Regions from separate parts of the Mus musculus genome. Here region 1 is linked to region 2. Evidence: chromatin contacts called from public HiCAR-type data. All regions are on one chromosome and are shown on one strand. The core of a region is the stretch at or near the end of the contact, and the rest is flanking DNA. Distances in the headings are between cores, read along the strand shown.

Region 1 (7,662 bases), core at 2,194-4,693, 540 kb after region 2:
CACTGCAGTGAGCACTATGAGGGAAAGTGATTTGAAACTCTCAAGAAACTTGCGATGTACTTAGTAATACAGCACAAGGGTTTGGTAGATTTATACATAGTCCAACCATGCCTTTAAAACTCACTCTATGTCTACTTCTTAATCTGGATAAACCCAAGTTGTTCCACTAACAGAGTGAATAGATTCTTTATCTCTCAAAGAAAGAGAACAAAACAGCAGTGAGTGCCGAAACAACATCTGTTGGTCATTACAAAAATAAATAAATAAATTCATCCTGTGACAGTGGCTTCAAGGCCAAAAGTGATTGGTTCTTTGGCTTTTAACACAATTACCTACCAGAACCACAGGGTGTCAAGTAAACATAGATGAAGTCATTAAGTTGAGGCAGGAACCAAAGTAACACACTTCACCTATTAGTCTTAGGTCATTAAAACAGTGAGAGGTATTGGAAGAATGGCTCAATCCACGTAACTACTAATCAGTGCTCATTTCAGAATGAATTAAGCATTCCAATATTAGGTCATAGAATGTCAGCATTCTAATTATACTAATACTGTCCAGGGGAATCACACTATTGGCCATTTAGACTGATGGACTGATTTTCCTTCAAGGATTATAGGAACTCTTTTAAGAAACCTGAGCAATACTAAGTAATAGAGAACAAAGATTTGTTAGGTTTATACAAAGTCTGTTGTATAATTAAAGTAGCCATATTGTTAACAGATAGTGGTGGGAGCCTGAAGACCACAGAAAATGGTAATTTAGAAAAATTTGCTTTCAATTACTTTGCACCAGTTTCAGGTGTTACCTGTTATTCTTTTGGCCAAAGGACATTTTTGATAAATTACTAACATGCTGGTTTTAATATCTTTTCCAAAAACATGCAGGAAGGAATTTTCTCTGCTAAAGCAAAAAAAAAAAGTCTGAAAGAATTGGCTCAGGTATGTTAGTTAAGTCTAGATATACTATCTTGCATCTTAACTAGCTGCTTGCTTTCTTGTGAAAAACAACTCATTCACATCAGTGGACAGAATAAATGAGCATGCTTCAGGTTGAATCTATTAATATATTAGAACAAAGAAGACGGCATCCGATCAATAGCACTTACACAGCATGAGTGATTTGCTATACATGGTCTATGTGATTGACCTACCTTAAGGTTTTTCATCCTAACAACCAACATTCATGCTTAGTTTATGGATGAGGAAATTGAAGCCTGAAGTCTTGCCCAACTGTACACTGTATTAGGTAGCAGAAGCCCAGGTCTTAGCCACAGGATTGGAGCCCTGGAATCTGCATTCTTACCCATACTCTTTACTTCAACTCTCTGTGAAAAACATTTCAATTTCCTGTTCCTATATTTGTACTGCAGGTGAATTATAAATGATATCCAATGGCTTATGGCTGACACTTAGATGCATGAGATCTCCTGAACAAGAATAATTCCACATTAGTAACTGTAATTGATTTATCCAATGTTAGTTGCTTTCCAACTGAAAATAATATGTGCCTTTGTTTTGTGTGTGTGCAGATGTGGATGTATGACAGTAATTTGCTTTTGAGCCCCCTTTTACAAGGGGCCAGAGTGAAAGTGAATTATACTACATGCTTTATAGAGGTCCTGGATTTCTTTGATTTATTTTTCCCATTTTTAATGATCATTATCGCCATATGAATGATCCTATTTGCATGCAAGATGATTTCTAATGATTATAACTATTTGTAATAGTCTGCATCAGAAAGCCCCCTCGCTAGCTCTTACCTGCTCTGCAAAGGGCCCCAGTGGGCTCTCTGGGAAACACCAAATATCATAAACTGCAGGTGGCTCATAGAATGAATCTAACTGCAAGCAATAGCACTTCATAGTAATGAAAGAGAAGTGTATTTATTTCTTAACTAAGTAGGTAAATAGCCTTCTTTATTGTTAATCCTTGGGGAGCCACACTTTTGAAAATAACATCAAATGGGAGGCTGTCAAACCTCATTGGTTTATAGTCAATTGTTTCAGACGGCTTTGCTTCTGGGGGACGCTGGATCAAGGGTTCATTGTAGCACGCATTAGTGAAAGTATTTTCCAAATTTAAAAAAAAAAGGGGGTATCATATACCAGTGAAGTACTGCATCTGCAAAAGACGACACGCAATAGTGACTTCACATGGGGACAGCGCAGCTGTCTAGGGAACCAGATCATTGCTACCCTTTGCTTTTACTATAGAGGCTTCCTTCCACACATGATGTTAGAAGGCCCTTCAACAAGGGAACCCAGGCACTTCAAAAGTCACAAAAACTTACTTGCTTACAACAGTCAAATGTAAATAAGATTTAAAGGGCAATCCTTCCCCTCAATCAGGAAATTAAGCATATTTTTTAAAGATTTGATTTTGCTCATATTTTAGAGCTAAAAAACCTATGATAGAAAATTATGAAGTTGTTAACTACAAATCAATTACAAGACACCCGTGCATGCATACACACACACACACACACACACACACACACACACAGACACACACACTTATGAAGCTACCGGATGTTATTGCCAATTAAAATATAAAAACATACAGGCCAACTGTAGTCATTTACTCCTCCCAGACCATGCCACAGGGAAGCCCACATGTTGATTTCCAGCCTTTCTCTAGTCTGTATTCCTCTCCACCCCTGGGCTTCTTTTCAATGCTATTGTTACAAGGGTTACTGCTCCTCTTATTTGCATAAGTGATTCTTCAACTACAGACATTTCCCTACCAAAAAAAAAAAAACTCCGGTTCTCCAAAATAGTGCTTTTCACAGAAAGGCTCCCCAAAGGCATACTAAATGAAAGAGAAATGTGAGTTTGTATAAAAGCCAGGAGACTCTTTCACAAATGATTTTTCTTAAAAGCAAATACTAGTATTATTTTTACAGTTTTGCTTCTAAAGAAGAGGACTTGTTTATACCAGATTTCTGAAGAGTAAGATGTCAAGGAGTTAACAATTATATTTATGACATTGGCCCTTTCACTGTGTTCACATATGCAGAGAGCTCCCAGAACGAAGAAAATAGGAGAGGAAACTCTATTTCTACACTTTCTGATATGCAACATAAATATTATTATTCCCCATGTGGAAATTCAACAGGCTTTTGTCTTTACTGCTGTAGCATTTCCTATAAAAATACATTCATTTCTAGGCTCTATTATTTAAATATGACCTGATTCACAGTACACCTAGTTCCAGCTCCTTGATCACAACAATGAAGTGATGGTGTGTGGGCCGCAATGGAGCTGACTTCCTCAGCAGAGAGTGTGCGTGTTTACACGGTGCTTTGCATAAACCATCTTCAAACAAGGTCAGCATTTAGCACACTTCCTTTAGCTGCAAAAGGGTTAACCAGTAAGGTTTGCATTTTGAGAATGTTCTGAATCCTGCTCCTCCCTCTCTGGCTCTGCTGCCAAAAACCATCTGACAGGAAACGGAAGATTAAGTTTGTCCTACCTAGGCGAACAAAGAGTGCTCTGAACGAGCTCCCACTTCACTGCAGAGCGGGAACTTTTCTAATCCCGCTGGAATCTGCAGCGCTGCTCTGAAAGTACCATGGAGAAAGTTGTTCTCTTTCCTCTAACATCTTGTCCCTGGATCATCTCGCTTTGGCCACACTGTCCATCCAAAAGGGTTGACGGGAAAGCTCCAGACATAATCATGTGGAAAATGGACATTATTGATTCCTATGGCCCATTGTTCCCCCATGCTAAGTCCCTGAAGTTCAAGTTCAATCTGGAATTACATCATGTCTGGTTTCTCCTGGTTACCAGACGGCTTGAGACGTGACCACAGCTACAGAAAAAACAAACAGCCTTCTTCACGCTTCGGCTCCCCTATCGATTCAAACGTAAACTTTTTTTCTTTCTCTCAAGTATGCTTCAAGTATGGAGCATGGTTAATTTAGAGATTAAGTTCCAAATTAGATTATCTAATGGCATCTTAATGGATTGCTGACCCATTTCCTGTGGGATGGCAGCATGCAAGTCTGGCTGGAATACAATTAATTTCTTAGGAAGTGTTCTGAAGAGTTTGTCTAGATAAAAAGGAAACGGCCAGTTGGACAAATCTCTCTTTATAAATGGAGAAAGGTAGGCGAAAATGATGTCTCAACACTGCTTCCAATAGCCAGATCAGAGACAGAGACACTGTGTGTGTGTGTGTGTGTGTGTGTGTGTGTGTGTGTGTGTGTGTGTGTGAGCGAGTGAGTGAAAACCATTTCGGATAATCTGAATAAAATACTACCGCCTTCAGTTTTGCTCTCCCAACAGGTGCAAATGATGCTGATGAGGACAGAAAGTCACTGCTTTCACGAGACTATTCAAAGCAAAGGATGACAACAGCAGCTGCCCTGGTACCAAACCCTGCTCAGATGCAACCTTAGATTTCATAATTCTCAGCCTTGAACCAAGGACTCACCTATGCCACCTAGCTTGTCAGCATTTCTATTAGTCCTGGAGTGGTGCTAGGGCCCCAGGATGCTGTATAAAAATGTGAACACTTTAGAGCCAACAGCTGAAAAGAAGATTCAGAGATGGGAATCCAGCTTCCCCTCCTCCCCCCAGCCCCCCAAACACACACACACACACCACCACCACCATCCCAAGGAACTTCAGAAACAACCCAGCTGCCCCGGACTGCAGTTTTGTGTCAAGATAAGAAATCCTGAGCAGGAAATGCTAACCTAGGAGACATGCCAGGATAGTCTAAATAATGCTGAAGTAAACAGTAGCTTAATTCTATAGGAACAGGACTGTCCACATACATGCATCGCATGTGACACTTACCTGTCTACATAAACGTACACGTGTGAATGCAGTTTGCAACCTACTGAAAATTATCTTTAAGTTTTTGGTTTTTAGTCTTTCGATAGAGAACATACATTTTATAAAGAAAAGCAGTGTTTCACAATAACTACTGAGCATGCCATGCACACGGCTGCCCCTTTGCTTTGCCCTCCCCCTGACCAGCCAGATCCAAATAACCTTTACTGGCTGCTAAACTTCTCTTGGGAAATCAAGCAACTCTCTGGAATTGCAGTAATAAACGACAATTTCTTACAAAAACACGTGTAAAGTAATGGCAGGATGAAGCATTCAACTCAAAGAGAGGAACTGGGAACACATGGAACATGGAAAACCACTGATAAAAGTCTCTTTGGTGCCATTCAATTATGGCATCATAAGCAGGAAAAAAAAAATCCTCCCAATTATTTCAGTCAAATCTTCATTTCTTCATTATTTCAGGGGCTGAGCAAATGGTTCGTGTAAACATATCCTTCTGTAACACACTCGTGTTTATTTTAGCCATCTGAAGGCTTCTTCTGTTTATATAAGCCATCAAACACATACAACTACTCACTTGTGGCTTTGCGTTTTCTTAAAGGGGTGGAAGGGCGAGAAGGGAAGAGGAAACGGTCAATCCAGCGTCTCTTTTGCATAAATCACCCATCCAGTGTTTCAAAATAACTTATATTTTTATTATTCTCAGATTGTCCTCCAGCGTTCTTTTTGCATTCGATTACACTGTCCCTTCGTATCTGAGAGTGCCAGAGTCAGGCTAGGGTCTAAAGAGAGCAAGTAACTGTTCTGTGTTCACACCCACACAACTCACGTGTGCAAAAACAACAGAACTTGTGCATGGATGGAAGAGGAAAAGAACAGTTGCAGTGCCTTGCCATCACCTATAGTCCTCCTAGAAGGTGAATCCACCGACAGACAAGGAAGCGAGACCTTCAGCATTTTATTCTGCATCAACCCTACCAAGGAAGCATTTGCTTAGGCGGGAAATGTCACTCTCTCTAGATTTCAGTAAGCCCTTACTTAGCTTTGTGATTGTATATGCCTGCAACACACACAAAGCGGGAGGGGGAGGGAGACTGATTCACACATGCTAAGTTCGAAGCAAGAAAACCCCTGAAGATTGTAACCTAGAAGGTCAGTGGAAGCTTGACCCAAGAGTCAGCTTTGGTGCCGGAGGGGGTTTCTGAGCTGGGGTTGGATGTGGCAGGCAGATAGCTCTCTAGCTCACACAGGATGCACACAGTTCCTGTCATTTCAACCCTCCAAAGAAGCTGCATTTGATAGGGAAGCATGTCGAGGGGGCAAGTGGTCCAGGCAAGAAAGAAAGCAGAGAGGACAAACCAGGTGGCAGCACGCACAATTCCAACAAAAGAAAGCAAATCCAAATGCCTGCTTTGCTCTGGCCTTCCTATGGACAGCAGTGCTCTCAGCCTTCCTAAGGCTGTGACCCCTCTTATACAGTTCCTCATGTTATGTTGCCCCTACCCATAATATTACTTTCACTGCTACTTCATAACTGTAACTTTGCTACTGTAGTGAATTGTAATGTAAATATCTGATATACAGGATATCTGATATGCAACTCCCAAAGGGGTCACAACCCATATAGGTTGTGATCTCCAGTCTCCATGATTACCTTTATGCATAAACATTTGTGCACGTGTGTGTGTGAGTGTGTGTGTGTATAAAACAACAAAAATCAAAGAAAAAGAGGCTATCAATGAGAGTAGAGGACCATGGGGGACTGGAGAGTGGGTAGCTGGGAGAGGCTGGAGGGAAAGAAGGAAAAAGGAAAGTGATCTAGTTCTATTTTAAGTCAAAATATAATCATCAACAACAACAACCATGAGAAAAACAACGAGGAGTTACCACAACAAGCATGAACTATGGCCTGTTCTTTATCTACCATATTAAAGCTCAGTCATTCATGCCTCTGGCTGAAAAATCCGCTCTTTCCCTAATATTGTCCTACTACTAAGATGACTCTACACCTTCGGTTGTCCCAGTCTCTCTTGAAAGTGACAGTGGTACAGGCAGTTAGGATTTGTCTTCTCAGTATTCTATCTAGAAATGAAAATCCATCAAGTTTTAAAAACAACTTCAGGGCACCATTTATAAATCATGTGTAGGCCAACTTGTCCCAAACTCGAGACTCGCCTGCCTCAGCCTCCTCCATGCTGGGACTAAAAGCAAGCTCCACCACATCCTGCAGTCATGTCTGTCTTTGAGAATGGTAGCAAAGCAAAGCAGATTGCTGTCTCATCTGTCCACACTTATTTTGAACTGTGATGTACAGACTCAAAATTGCTGTGAGTGTGACCAAGACAGTACTTAGGACAGCCCCAACCCTGCCCCTGACTCAGTGAGTCCCTGCAGAATGTATAGATACACCTGAAACGCCAACTATGTCCCTTCTTGAAGCGTGGCAAGAAGAGCAGATGCAACCCAGAGAGAACTCCCAGTCTTTGCTGGTCAGTCAGGCCATCTCACATGGTTATCCACTAATTCAATGGAAGATTAGTATCCTCAGAGAAGGAGAATAAATGAAATCAATAAATTCTGGTAGTCCTCCTCCTCGCTGATTCATTATGATCTGAAGCTGCTTGCCCACATCAACTTTCTTGATGAGAATGGGAGCTTCAAGATGAACAGTGCTTCTGCAAGGGCTGTCAGTGACTGTGGTCACTCTTTCCCGTGTGTGGGTTATCTTTTCTTTTGGGGTACACCAAGTTCTGATTCCAGAACTACTCACCCCAAATCACCAAAGTTTCACATCACTTTGGTTTCAATGCACTTCAAAGACACTATCCTATTCTAGATTAACTGAAGACCTGTCAGTAATC
Region 2 (7,034 bases), core at 1,368-3,867:
GACAGATACCCTTAGTGATGCTGAGAACAGTATCATCGTGTAGGGAATACCCACTGTTCTACCATGGGAATGTTGCTTTCTGTATGCCATCTTAATGTAATTCAAATGTTCAGAATGGAGAAATTGTGTGTTGTTTTCTTTCCTTTTCTTTCTTTTTCCTTTTTTATTTTTTGTTGCTTCTTTTTGAGACAGGGTTTCTCTGGGTAGCTCTGGCTCTCCTGGAGCTTACTCTGAATACCAGGCTGGCCTCAAATTCATAGATCTGAATGCCTCTGCCTCCCGAATGTGAGGATGAAGGCACCGTCATACTAAGCAAAAACTTGTTTCCTTATACTTGACCAACTGTGGGCTTAAAAATATGAACATTAACAAGACTCTTTTCTTGTTTTTAGCAATTTATAATCAAGTTGGAGTTAATAAAATGAGAATTGGTGGTTCGTGCCTTTAATACCAGGCAGAGGCAGGCCAGCCTGGTCTGCTAGGTCAGTGTTCTGCAGGAAAACCCTGACTAGAAAAAAGATGAAAGAAAGAAAGAAAGAAAGAAAGAAAGAAAGAAAGAAAGAAAGAAAGAAAGAAAGGAGGTAAGAGGAGAAAGAGGGAGAGGGAGGGAGGGAAAGAGAAAGAGGAGAGAGAGAGAGAGAGAGAGAGAGAGAGAGAGAGAGAGAGAGAGAACACAAGGAAGCCAGAAAGTGAAGCAGACTCAGGGCACTGCTGGATGGATTATACCTTGACATAATGGGAAGTTTGTGGTACATCTCCTTGCTGACTACAGTGGGCCTTGTTTTTAGAAGTCAGGTGTTGACAGTGCCTTTGTACATTAAGGTCTCCAGTCACAGGACATGAATATTCAAGCCGAAATCCCCTGCCGCCACTTCTCACCAGACTCTCATGGTTTGAGAATGCCAGGCCAGTCTGTTTTCTGCTGGCTTTCACAGCGCCCTGGTTGATTTCCTTTGGGGTGGGGGTTCCCCCTGCTTGCTCGGGCTTTGTTTTAACTGCGTTTTGCTGAGGGTGCTTTGTAACCGCTGCAGATCCAGACAAAGAAAACTTTTATGCACGTAAACAAAACAGATTACCCTGAGCCAGGATTTCTGGGCCGAACATATTCCTTAGACTATTTCTGAGCGGTTATTTATGGATGTCTGTTTATCCCCTGGAGCCTGACTTTGGTGCAGTGAAACCACTCTGTGTTTAGTGCAATGGTCTGCCACCCCAGGGGATGGCTAGATGTCAAATATTTACCCCTGTGGGAATGAACGAAAGTCAGAGATACAGAGAAAATAGGAGTTAAGTGCAGGGTCCACGGGAACTAGCAGCATTTTGAGGGAAATGAATTTTAAAGAAAACAAATGAAATAAAGAGATATCACAGCTTTAGGGGTTTTGTTTTGTTTTTTAATGGGACAGGGAGGAGAGCCCTCTCAAGTATAAAGTGACTTCAAGCAGTGGAGGATTTTCACCTCCCTGCTTTCTCAGCAACCACACCCACCATTTTCTCACCTGGCTCAGCACCAGGCCCAGAGGGAGACATTTAAAATTTTTTATTCTTTTAATTGGAAACGGATGCTGTACCTTGTCTTTCAAGCCTGCTTTGAGAGGGAGGTAGGTAGTGAGGGATGAAGTAGTGAGGGACTAAGGGAGGAAAGAAAGATGAAGAGGCAGGAGGAAGGGGAGGGAGGGAAGGAGGGAGGGAGAGGGTGAAGAGAGAGGGAGGGAGGAGACCTAGCCAAGTATTAGTTTAGCCGGAATGAAACCTTGTAAAACTTTGAAATCAAATTTGGCATTCAACTCTGTAGATACTCACACTGGAAAACTCCAGAAAGTCACAAGAACGTTGACTGTCTTGCCCAAGATTCTTCTTTTCAAGTGTTGTGGCCCCCTGCTCCCTTCCCGAGCCATTTTCTTTGGCATTGGACTTACTGTACTATCGGGTACAACGCTACATTTCTACAGGCTGTGTCAAAGCATGTCAAGTTGCAAAAGGGCTTGTAAAATAATCATGGACAAGGAAACAGAACAGCCATTAAAGCTGTAAAGGGACGACTACACTGAAGGGCAGGCTTGAAATAAAGTCCATGTGACCTACGGAACAGGGGAAGCTTCTGAAGTCTGGAAGACAAAGCACAGGCATGTCTTCATTTCTTTTTTTTCACGGGGCACCGGGATTTTTACTTTGCTGTAGGCACCCGGAGCATAGGGGAGTTTGCTGAGGCCAGGTCTGATCTGAAGCCTGTCCGCTGTTGAGACGAATGACAAGGCCATCTCTGCTTAAACACCTGAGTTCAGAGTGACAGCAAATTCCAGTGGAGCCAGGTATCCATCTGCAAGAACTCCTAGCAGCTCACTTGTACTGGGAAGCGACCCTAGGCTGCCCTGCTTTTGGTGAGGACAGCTTTGCCTTGCGGCTGGGCACACCACATTCAAAAGCAAACATTGGACAGCTTCACCTTCTTCCACTTTGGCAAGGAAAATAGAATGCACAAAGGAGCATTCCTTTAGTTGTATTTAGAAATGAAAGTCCCGGCGGATTTAGGAGCTGGTGCCTGGGAGGCCCCTGCATTGTGAGCCCTGTGCAGCAGGCCGGCCCGCTTACACAAGCAGCCTTTGTTTTAATTAGCACAGGAGCAGCCCTCCCCTCCTCCTGCAGGGCTTCCACTTTACAATTGTCTGGGAACTCCCTCAGCTGAAAATGGTTACTAAGAAAATTTCCACAGAAATCCAACCAAAAGGGCCAGGCCAACGCTGGGCTTTTAAAAGCACTTTTCCAAATTGAGTCTTGAAGGAGTGGACCGCCTGCTGGAATGGATGTCCACTGTAGGGAGAACCCCAAGGTTAACAGTGGTTTGCTTCAAAATAGTAGTCAGTTCTTCCTACCTCTTGCCTCCAAAGAAAGAAAACAACACAACCTCCTTAAAATGGTGTTATGGATCTGGTGTAAAGTGACAAAGGCCAGGGCATTTAAAATGAAAGGAGACACTATCTCCAAGCTAGTTTTCAAGGTTGCATTGAATCTGAAGGTGGTGCAGTGAGTTACAGAAAGTGACTGTCACACCTCTACACACAGCTGCCCTTCCCTAACCTCTAGCTTTTGGACAACTGGTGCCCTGAAGTAGTGGAGATGCACGTGGTATTCAAAGAGAAAATTCAGTCGAGTTAGGCAAGGGGAGCCCTGGAGGCAGTCGAAGCTCCTGGAGATGGCCTTCGTAGCTTTGGTCAAGAAATGCATGTGGTTCCTAGCAGACGTATTACCACCTGATTCATCCTTTGCTGCAATTTTCTGGGTTTTATTTGTGCCCTTTTTATTTTCAACTGGAGTACTTTCAAATTGAAATTTGCAAAATGTGCTCAATGAAAAATTTCATCAAATGTGTACATATTTTATAACTCAAGCATAAAATTTAAATATGTTTTGAGATGTGTGTGTCATAAACATACTTATGTGATATAAAGTACAATTCATTTGTTCACTTGGAAAGCTAGCACATTTTTTAAAGTAATTAAAAATATAGTTTCATTTCTTTTTTTTGGGAGTTTTTTTTAATTAGATATTTTCCTCATTTACATTTCCAATGCTATCCCAAAAGTCCCCCATACCCACCCCCACAATCCCCTACCCACCCACTCCCCCTTTTTGGCCCTGGCGTTCCCCTGTACTGGGGCATATAAAGTTGGCAATTCCAAAGGGCCTCTCTTTCCAGTGATGGCTGACTAGGCCATCTTTTGATACATATGCAGCTAGAGACAAGAGCTCCGGGGTACTGGTTAGTTCATATTGTTGTTCCACATATAGGGTTGCAGATCCCTTTAGCTCCTTGGGTACTTTCTCTAGCTCCTCTATTGGGGGCCCTGTGACCCATCCAATAGCTGACTGTGATCATCCACTTCTGTGTTTGCTAGGCCCGGCATAGTCTCACAAGAGACAACTATATCTGGGTGCTTTCAGCAAAATCTTGCTAGTGTATGCAATGGTGTCAGCGTTTGGAAGCTGATTATGGGATGGATCACTGGATATGGCAATCACTAGATGGCCCATCCTTTCGTCACAGCTCCAAATTTTGTCTCTGTAACTCCTTCCATGGGTGTTTTGTTCCCATTTCTAAGAAGGGCAAAGTGTCCACACTTTGGTCTTTGTTCTTCTTGAGTTTCATTTCTTTATTAGGTTTTGTTTTGTTTTGTTTTGTTTTGTTTTGTTTTTGTTTTTGTTTTTTGTTTTTGGATTTGATTCCTTATTGCTGTTTTAAGAATTTGCAGCTCAAATTGAACTATTAAGTGTTCTGATCTTTAGGTTAAAACCAAATACAAATACTTGGGTATTCTCATTTCATTGCCATGGCACTGAACGAAAACGTTTTAAGTAAATCATCCAATTTCTGCCAATGAATGGCAAGTTGGTGCTGGGAACCACATTTGATCAAAAGTAAAATGCAGTTTCCCAGAGCCAGGTACAGATGCATGAGAGACAAGTTGCTCCACCATAGTCCTGTCAATAAAATATAAACCCCAGGTTCAGGATGATCCCTCTGGATTTTTCAGAGACAGAAAACTTACAAACTGAGCTTATGTCTGCCCTCACACCAAGAAGAACCATTGAGCAGCAGCAGCAGCGCTCTAGGCAGGCTCTGGGCATGACATGCTTCACAGTTAGATTTGTGTGGCCTTGCTGTTCTAGGTGTCTCGTTGTACATTCATAAGGGTTGCTAGAGGGCTGAACCCAAAGATAAACCAGTGGCCAAGAGGAGAGAAACTTTTATCTCAGTCAAGGATAAAGCCTCTTGTGCCTGGCAATATTGATGGGTGCCATTCCACAAAGGGTATTCGGGATTGCTGATGTGAAATTCTCTCACCCATACCTTCAGAGGGAAGGAACTCACAGTGAAGTGTCAGAAGACACCAGTCAAGATAGGAAATTTGTAACTGAGGAGGGAGGAGTAGATTTTTAGGATCCAGTACCATTTTCTAACTGTGTGACCTAGTGGCCTGACAAACATCCTTCCTTAAAGGCCTCATTTTTTGCCGTCGATAAAGTAGAGATGATAAGCGTTAGGTCTCAGAAAGTGCATATGTCAAGAAATGGCTTGGCTCAGCTCAAACTAGATGATAGAAGAAATTCTGGTGGTTAGATAAAAGCCAGCATTCTTCAGGAACTTGTGAATTGGCTTCCGTTTCCCCTAAAAGAAGTCATTTCTCTTGCTGCTGTCAGAAGGAACTTATGACCGTCTCAATGGCTATACTAAAATACTGGCTCAGCTCACCCTTCCTCCTCCTCCTCCACCACCACCACCACTACCACCACCATGCTATTCCTCAAGCTGCTCCAGAGGACCACTGCCTTTATAAGAGCAAAGTTTTTCCTTCTGCCATGCTCTTCTCTGTTATTATTCTTGGCCCTGGTAATGTCCAATCTGCTGCTTTTTCTCTCTGTTCTGGACTCTTCTAGATCCCTCTGAATATATGTTCTCTCTCTGTGTCTGACTCTCTCTCATCTACAAACAAAACCTTTCCCCTCTTAGAACTGTAATTTCAGTAGTTTCTTTTATGTACCCCTCATTTACAGTAAAATCACTCTTATAATGAAGGACCATACAAATTATAAAGCTGGTTATGAGAGACAAGAGAAACACTTGGTAATGGTGTGACAGTGCAATGTGGTGCAGGGCAGAGTTTCCTTTATCTTATGTGCTTGATAAGGCCATATCAAGTTTAACTAGAATTTGATGTCTTTGATGGAGAAGACCATGAAAAATTAGGGCCTGAAGTCAAGAAGGCCCAGCTAACTTATCTTACCTTCTATTAAACTGCTTGGTTGTACAAACCTCTTCTGCAACTGATGAATATGGATATAATTTTTACCTTTAAAAGTTTCATGATCTGAATGTTCAGGGATTCCCTTGGATCCCCAGATACCTGAGTATAGTACCAGCCAGATGGCATAAAAACTTTCAATTGGCTATAAACTCTGATTGAATGGTCATCTCTATTGAGATCCCCGTAGTATTTTGGAGGCCCCAGTGTGATCACCATAAACTGGAACTCAACATTTAGGAAGCTTGGGACCTCCAGGAGTATGGAAGAGTATTCCAGATGAAGAAGAATCTTAGGAAATGCACACCCTGAAAATTTCCAGGGTCCAAGGAAAATTCTTTCTGATTGATCATTGCTTAGTGCACCAAAGGCACCCTACCCCAAAGAAGGCAAATTAAAAGGCATCTGCTGTGAACATCTCTAGAAGTAAGTTTGGTGTATAAGAAGCACCATCTGCTTAGGACACAAAGGGTGGGGGGATAGATCCTGTGTCTGGGATCCATGCGAGTCATTATTAAATATTCCTTGTCTCTTCAGGTATATGAATGTGTGATAGCTACCTCTAAGTGTGTTTACTATATACCTCTTTAAGACTGTATCTCTCCATTTGTCTTTCTGTATTTTGATGTCAATTCTGTTGGTTGAAAACATATTTAAAGAGAAATCAGGACATACTAGCCAAGATATCAGCCACTGTTGCCCCTAAGGCAGACTATAATTTACCACAGGCTCATGGGCCTTGCTCAGTGGCTCACTCACATGCTATAGTAACCCTTTTCCCTTCCATAGCAACTGTAGCCACACCTCAGTCATACCTGTCACTCCTCAGCATTTGGCTTCTGCTGTAGCTGTGGTTATGTGAGAGGTTCCCAAGCCTTGGTGGTTGCCACTAGTTTCCATGTAATAACCAATGACTTTCTTTGATGCAGGACCCTTCACCTTGGTTTAATACCTGTCCCCTCTTGTTGAGGACCCAAATTCTTTTGGCCCCACCAAGTTTCCCAGAGGAAAACCCAAACCTCCTCTAACTGTTCTCTTAGCCCCAGCAGAGGGAATTCATGGCTCTTTCTTCCCTGTCTGAAGCACATGAATACAGTTTGTTTAGTTGTTTGACTCCTGCTTACAGTCTAGGAATCCTGGCGTTGCTCTCAGTGTGGAGGTTGGGAGAATCTCAGAGTGTTCGTAGGGAAGAAAAATAGGTCTGAGCTATATGTTCTCTGTTCATTCCTTTGC

The links. HiCAR-type assays count read pairs that join an accessible place to other places.
Region 1: a contact with region 2 is called in a HiCAR-type map of astrocytes, with 1.7 times the contacts expected there. The contact joins two enhancer-like sites. A contact is called at or near these places in 2 of 115 datasets of contacts at active chromatin or transcription factors (astrocytes and stem cell-derived neural progenitor cells).

Annotation. Positions count from the first base shown.
Region 1 is chr4:82,300,943-82,308,604 of GRCm38.p6, forward strand. The region is part of intron 11 of Nfib (nuclear factor I/B); the gene reads right to left. Among named protein-coding and RNA genes, the nearest start is that of Nfib, 200 kb to the right of the region's middle. Within about 2 kb of position 3,444, at least 116 of the 459 cell types and tissues checked have an H3K27ac peak or open chromatin away from gene starts, as enhancers often do. A contact at or near this core is called in astrocytes and stem cell-derived neural progenitor cells, where this site is marked.
Region 2 is chr4:81,761,859-81,768,892 of GRCm38.p6, forward strand. No RefSeq gene overlaps it. Among named protein-coding and RNA genes, the nearest start is that of Gm11412, 22 kb to the left of the region's middle. Within about 2 kb of position 2,618, at least 69 of the 459 cell types and tissues checked have an H3K27ac peak or open chromatin away from gene starts, as enhancers often do. A contact at or near this core is called in astrocytes and stem cell-derived neural progenitor cells, where this site is marked.